Regions from separate parts of the Rattus norvegicus genome. Here region 1 is linked to region 2. The links are chromatin contacts, called in public Hi-C maps. All regions are on one chromosome and are shown on one strand. Each heading gives the region's core, a stretch centred on a gene start, on an enhancer-like site or on the middle of the called end of the contact. The rest is flanking DNA. Distances are from core to core; before and after follow the strand shown.

Region 1 (3,578 bases), core at 666-3,165, 190 kb before region 2:
TGAGTACACTTCAGACACACCAGAAGAGGGCATCAGATCTCATTACAGATGGTTGTGAGCCACCATGTGGCTGCTGGGATTTGAACTCAGGACCTCTGGAAGAGCAGTCAGTGCTCTTAACCGCTGAGCCATCTCTCCAGCCCCCAAATTTTTTTTTAAAGAAGTCAAATCATTGAAATTCAGAAGCCCCTGTAGTCATTAATTTATATTAGTAAAAGTTGAAAACGCAGCCCCACAGGAAAGATAATCATAGACCGTGGAAACGAAAGGGGACAGCAGGGTTCATTTAGTCTCCCTCTCCCACGTTCACAAGGTAGAGACAGACAGGAAGATATGCTGAGCTCAAACAGCAAAAGGCTTGGTGGGTCCCACAACTACTTCCTCTAGAGGACAGAGACACAGTTTAAGGTCCTTTAAAATAGCCACCATTTCCCAGTATGCCTCTTTAGCAGCAGGACAGCCAGTACAAGCTTGGGCACAGAGGCGAGGAAAGCAGTTTGAAGGACAGGCACAAAGGGAGAGGGGCGTGAGTGAGGAGGCCAGCGAGCTTATTTAGATTAATTCCTCTCTAAGCAAATCCTCATAGACAGGAAACGGCATAAAACATTTATGTATGAATGGATATATTGAGTTGCCCATGCCTTCTTAAGATGTCGTAATGTATGGGTGCAGTTATATATCTTAATTGCTAATTCAATAAACATTATTAGCGTCTACTAGACTAAACCCGTAGGGATTAGAGTAAAAGTGAGGATATAAATATTCATAACGAGAAGGGCAAACATTCACAGACGGCTATGCTTGATATGCTGGACAAGCCTTAGCTTATTTACCCGGAACAGTAAGTATGGTTCCATTTCCACTTTATAGGTGAGGACATGGAGACTTAGATGGGTGACGAAACCTGCCCGTGGCAGCAGAGCTGGAAGGGCTCAGAGCAGACGGGCCCCAGAGTTGGAGCATGAGAGCCGCAGAGCTGCGAGCCGGACTCAGGCTAGTTGGGTTCCTAACCATTAGGCTCAAAAGACGTATGTGAGACCTTTCTTCCCCACGAACTTGGAATGGAATGGGTGGAACTCATCTGCATAAACATCACTCACGCCAGGTCAAGACTCTCAACGGGGGGGGGGGGAATGAGGTAGGATCTTCAAATGAAAGAATGGAAAGGAAGGATTCGTGAGGGAAGGAACTCACAGGCAGGGGTGAGGAAGGCCGAGAGAGGAATGTGGGAAAGTACACCTTAGAAACGGTGGCGCGGGGCTTAGCCACATGCAACAGGTGCTAAAGGGTGATGCTAGGGTTGGACTGCACAGGTCCCAAGGGAAACGATGCGTCTGAGTTCAGTGTTAAGAGGAACTTGTCTTGATGCGCTGAGGATGGGGCAAAATCTAAAGTTGACAAGGCGGAGGTCACTAGTGGCCACCGGAGCGCCTCTTCATGGAAGCAGGCAGCGGCTAGCTGGATGTCTAGCCTTTGAGTAATGACTACAGAGCTGCCAAGAGCCACGGAAGCCGTGGAAGACAGCGCCAAGATAATTCATCTTCTCTTCCCATCCCCTTGGGTTTTAGTTACTCTGGAATCAGGAGATCAGCAATAGACTACAACCAGGAGGTCTGGAAGAAAGGGGAGGCGTGACCAAGGAGAGGCTGACCCCGAAAGGAAGCGTTTCTGTTCAAGCTCAGTCTAGCGACTCCGCCTTCAGATAACTGCACACTTTTAAGCTAAGTCGTAGTTTTCATGCTAAGGACCAGGAACCGGGCTAAACCACAGACAGCAGCCAGCTGCATGACCCCAGGGCCTCTGGTGATGGCTGTTTCTAGTTTGCAGCCTGGGGTTTGTCTCTTTCCCGCTTCCTGTGTCTAAATCCTCTCCAGCCTCCTGCTTCCTGTCCTCTGTCCCTGAGGTTGCCAACGCCTGTCCTCCAGCGTTGGAAGTGCAGCGCCCCCTTGTGATCACGACCACTTGCCTTGGAATCCCTCAGAGAGCTGGACAATGCAAGCAAAAGAAAAACCTGTGTCTCTACCTCAAAGGAAAGACTCTTGGCCTTGTCCTACCAACTGAGCAACCCCAAAGCCATTCGCTCCACTGAGTCAACTTTGTTTACTAAAGTTTAAGCTCCACTGCCCTGGGATCAGGGATCCTGGTGGCTTTCAGATTTCTCTATTTCTCTGTCTCCACTAAACCTTTGGAAGAGTAGCAGCTTCAAAGAGGGCCCAGATCCAGCAGTGGACACGCCTCCACTCTTTTTCCGGCTAGCTCTGTTGTGTTTCCTTTACCAGGGGTCAGTTCCTGAGGATGGAGATGGTGTCCCCAGCTCCCAGAGCCCAGGGGACACTTATAACAGATGCTATGAAGTGGATGACCTATTGTTAGAGACTCTTTCTCCCTTCTTTCTTTTTCCCCTCTCTGCCTTCTCTTCTGCCCCACCCCCAGCTCTGGCATTGAGCATAAAACACGGGTTTTAGGAAATGGTTAATGTTTAAAAGGGAGCAAGTCAGGCTAGGCAGGGAGGGCCTGGGCAGGTTGCTCAATGGACAAACAAATCCACCTGCTTTGTTGCTCCCTAAACTAACAGGAAGCAGCCAGAAGATGGTCACTCACCCGGCAGTAGCTCGCACCACCTGGCAGGCCACCTACAGGGCAGCAGCGCAGTGTGCTGCAATAACTCCAGGCTATAAATAGACTTTTCTAAGAAGTTGCATGCTGCTGCTGGTCTGGCCTGATGCACAGTCCTGGTTTGTTGCCCTTCAAACAAGAAGGGAACAGTTCTAAAAGGACACAGTAGAGCGTAAGCCTCTGGTAAGGCAGTCTGCTCTGTTCTCTGAGCTCAGCTTCTTTTCCGTTTGGTACCGGCACCTGAGAGTCTCCTAATTGCTGACCCCTACCTTAATACTCCTGGAGACAGTAACAGAAGTCCCTTGGTAGGTCTTCATGAGGGGAACCTTGTCCTATTGCCCAACACTTGTCTAGTCTCTCACTCCTTATGTAGGACCCTCTTTAGTGCTCCATTCAAGACTGATGTCCTTCTCTCCTTGTCCGCAAGACTAATTCTCGCACTCCTTCATTTGTTCATGCTTTCTCTGTTTAGACTCTTTGAATGCATTCCCCTTTGTTTATAATTGAGGTCTGCATTTTAAGCACACACATCGGTTATTTATAGGTTAAATATGCGCGTCTATCAGCTCGTGTGAATTACAAGGAAGGCCTACTTTGCATGGATCATCTGTGACAAGCAAACGTGAACAGGAGTTCTGTTTTCTCCCTGCCCTCCGCCAGATCATTTTGAAGACCCCACAGTGGACATCCCTGAACACCGTACCCAATCACTCTGCCGGGCTCCCGGAGCCTTCCAAGATTGGTTCCAAGTCACGTATCCATCCACTCATTCATCATTTTTAAGTGGCTACTGTGCTCAGGCCCTGGGCTGGGCTCAGGAGCTAACAGCAAGGAGGCCCAGCTTCTATTCTCAGGAGCTCAGACTATGGGAAGACAGACACGCATAAAATAACTCCTGGCGAGTTCATAGGTTACAGAAGCTCGTACATTCCCTTAAAGGGAGAAAAGAGACTCAGGAGAGG
Region 2 (3,675 bases), core at 1,128-3,627:
TTAAGACCCATTTTATTTCAACCATAGCATCATCCAGGTAGCTGGGCCTTCCAGGTTGAGTGCTAAAGTGGGGCCTTACAAGAAATCCTGATTTAGCCACTGCCTGCTTTTCCTTATAATTGAGAAACAACTCTTTGGCTTACTCCCTCTCTGTCCTAATTCAGCCCCACAGGCACTGGGCAGGCAAATGCGTGTGTGAGAGTGTCTAGGGTGAAGAGGGAGCAAAAGCAGGGGCAGCCACTGGCAGTGAGCCCTGTATGGGCAAGTGCAGCACTGTGCAGTTGAGAGAATGGGTATACACAGGGCAGGGAGCAAATAAAGTCAGGAAGGTTGGCAGGACCCAGATAAATGGAGACAGAGCGTGGATAGAGAAACATGTGCACATGAGCATATGTGCGTGTGTGCTTGGGTGTGTACATGCACATGTGTGTGTGTGTGTGCACGCGCACACACACACATAAAAGCACATGTATCTCTTGGCTCTGCACACCGAGAGGGCTAGGAGCAACAACACTCTAGGAGCAAGGGGAATACTTATCACCCAGGTCATGGTTTCTGAATATCTTTCTTCTTCTTCTTCTTCTTCTTCTTCTTCTTCTTCTTCTTCTTCTTCTTCTTCTTCTTCTTCTTCTTCTTCTTCTTCTTCTTCTTCTTCTTCTTCTTCTTCTTCTTCTCTTCCTCCTCCTCCTCCTCCTCCTCCTCCTCCTCCTCCTCCTCCTCCTCCTCCTCCTCCTCCTCCTCTTCTTCTTCTTCTTCTTCTTCTTCTTCTTCTTCTTCTTCTTCTTCTTCTTCTTCTTCTTCTTCTTCTTCTTCTTCTTTCTTCAAGATGTATTCATTTATTATATATAAGTACACTATAGCTGTCTTCAGACACACCAGAAGAGGGCACCAGATCTCATTACAGATGGTTGTAAGCCACCATGTGGTTGCTGGGAATTGAACTCAGGACCTGTGGAAGAGTAGTCAGTGCTCTTAATCACGGAGCCATCTCTCCAGCTCCTCTAAATATTTATCTTCATGAGAAGAAAATAAGCCCCCGAGACAAGTGGTTAACCTAGCATTAGGAAAGAAAGGTGTCAAGAACCATTGCTGAAAGGGCTGAGCATTCAAGAGGGTTCCTCTTGAATATGTGTAAAGGCCCTGGGTTCAATTCCTATTGCCACCTTGCATGCAACCAGGGTGTGTGTGTGTGTGTGTGTGTGTGTGTGTGTGTGTGTCTGTCTGTCTGTGTGTGTGTGTGTGTGTGTGTGTGTGTGTGTGTGTGTGTGTGTGAGAGAGAGAGAGAGAGAGAGAGAGAGAGAGAGAGAGATTTCAGAAGAACATACTAGTCACATGCTTGGGACTCTGTCATAATGTAGATCAACTTAAGTATCAATAAAGTGGCAATAAAGGATTATAACCCATTAACTAGTGAATGGCTTATAAGTGAGTTTTAAAATGGAGATGAGACAGTGTGTGCTTTCATAGGAATACCAGTTGTTAAATATACAGGGAGTGACACAATTAGAAAATTACCATTTGGTAAACATCTTGGCAAAAAAACTCCAGCAAGAAGCATCAGTTGATATTAAAGCAAACAAGTGGGGACTGGGGGATTTGCCCCCTGAATGTGAAGACCTTCACTTGACCCCCAGCACCCATGTGAAAAACCAAGTAGGGAAGCAGACATTTCTAGACCCAGAGCTGGGAAGGCCCAGGGCATGGACAAGAGGACCCAGAGGCTTACCAGTCTAACCGAACTGGGAGGTCCCGCTTCAGTGAGAGACCCTGTTTCTAGAAATCAAGGGAGAGTAATTGAGAAAGACTGTCAACAGGGAGCTCCAGCCTTCACACACACACACATACACACACATACACACACATACACACACACACACACACACACACACACACACACACACACACACACGGTTGTAGACTGGGTAATGAAATATTTATATAATATTAATCACATTTTTTTAAAAAAAGCAACCTTAATAAAAAGAAAAAAACAGGGGCAAACCCCATCTCAATCAAGCAATCGAACCCACTACCACAAGCATTGGAACAAATTCACAAGGGCCACTTGGTAAGGGAGCAGTAAAGAAGCACTGAATCACTTTTCTAACATTTTTTTGCCAAAAATATATGACCCAGATTGCTATGAGGCTGTATAGGGAAAACCCTGTGATCATGTGTAATGAGGTCCTCATGAGGTTGAGGGCACGGTGCTCTGATGAAGAAACAGATAGGAAATCTAGTTCATGAATTGACCCCTTAGTAGCAGGTACACCATAGGCAGAATTCAAAAGAGACCCAGGTGGAAGGCACCCAGGAGGTCTTTGTACTATTGGATCTTTTTACAGACTTGAATTGTTCCAAAACAAACTGTTCTCTCTGCATGTTGACTGACTGATAAACGAAGCCCTTTCTGGCCTGTGAAGATGGCCCAAGCCACAGCCATGAATATGTCAGTGTTTCTCAAAGAGCTGCCTACAGATAGGTAATGGAGCCCAATGGCTACCAAACTGGACCAGTCAAGGGAGTTTACATCACAATGTATGTCAGCCTCCCTGGCAAGAAGTTTGTCTTCTGGAAGTGGAGGTGGACACCTTTAGTCCCAGCAGCCTGGAGGCAGAGGCAAGTGGATCTCTGAGTTCAAATTCAGAGGGAGTTCCAGGACATTCGGGGCTACACAGAGAGAGCTTGTCTTGAAAAACCAAAGCCATTGTGGCTTGGCTGATAGATTTCATAGAGCCTGAATTCCTGTACAAAGGAAGTAGATTCTGGACCAAGTTTGTCAAGTCATCAGGCAGAATAGTGCTGGTGTGACCAGCCAGGAAACGTGAACGGTCTGGAGTCTTCTCTCCAGGGAGGGTCACAATTTAAACTCCATCACCATATACTCACTTAGGCATTTTGGATGGATATCCAAGGTGAACTGGGTATCCACATGACCTAGGATAGACCAAACTCAGCCAGTAACCTCACGGTCCTATTTTAGACAAGATGGCCTCCATCTCTTGGCATCTCCGCCGTCCTCAGGGGAAAAAGAAGGCTGGCCACACTCCCTCACATCATTGTTGATTTGTCAGCAAATCAACCCTAGAGACTGTTGGAAGAAAGAAAAAAGTCACGATTCAAGAAATATGTTTAAGTGAGTTAGTGAAGGGAAAACATTTTGCACAATTTTAAGGAAAATCTCCCCTGGGCCTAAAGAGAGACGTTTCTTACCAGTATCATGTTTAGCCCTCACGTCTAGCAAATGGGAAAACAAACGTCTGCACTTGATTTTTTAAAAGTTCTTAGTCATCTATTTCTTTCCTGTAATTCTCTTCTTTGAAAAGAATCTCTGTTGGCATGCCCTCCTCGTGTGATTGCAGATAGCTTTTGCAGTTTGCCTTTTGGGGTGATTCTATTTGCTTATTCCAGACTGATCTGCTGCTGTGGCCAAGAGCGCGCACTCCCAGGATAAACATAATCACGTGCTTTTTACATGCTGTACATCAGAATGGCAGGGAGTTCAAGATTCGCAGCTCAAGGCTGCAACTGCACACTGGGTTAAGTGGCCTTTTATACCATCTAAGTGCCCCAGAAGAGTAGACAGCGCCTTCTATGTCAGCTCGGCATTGTCAGCAATTGCTGTGGAAACCCCAACTTGACCCCCATCAATCGATTGTTCTTGCTGCATCAGTT

Evidence for each region. Hi-C and Micro-C count contacts between places; a contact is called where the count stands out from the background.
Region 1: a Hi-C map of liver shows a contact between it and region 2, with 3 times the contacts expected there. The contact joins two enhancer-like sites. A contact is called at or near these places in 3 of 12 Hi-C or Micro-C datasets (kidney and liver).

Annotation. Positions count from the first base shown.
Region 1 is chr16:63,707,223-63,710,800 of GRCr8, reverse strand. No RefSeq gene overlaps it. Among named protein-coding and RNA genes, the nearest start is that of Ppp1r3b, 160 kb to the right of the region's middle. Within about 2 kb of position 1,915, at least 16 of the 93 cell types and tissues checked have an H3K27ac peak or open chromatin away from gene starts, as enhancers often do. A contact at or near this core is called in liver, where this site is marked.
Region 2 is chr16:63,516,598-63,520,272 of GRCr8, reverse strand. It overlaps LOC120097474 (a long non-coding RNA gene), which reads right to left. Exons shown (of 4, transcript XR_005494893.2): 1 at 3,214-3,675; 2 at 2,890-3,091; 3 at 1,727-1,773; 4 at 742-949. Among named protein-coding and RNA genes, the nearest start is that of Ppp1r3b, 27 kb to the left of the region's middle. Within about 2 kb of position 2,377, at least 2 of the 93 cell types and tissues checked have an H3K27ac peak or open chromatin away from gene starts, as enhancers often do. A contact at or near this core is called in liver, where this site is marked.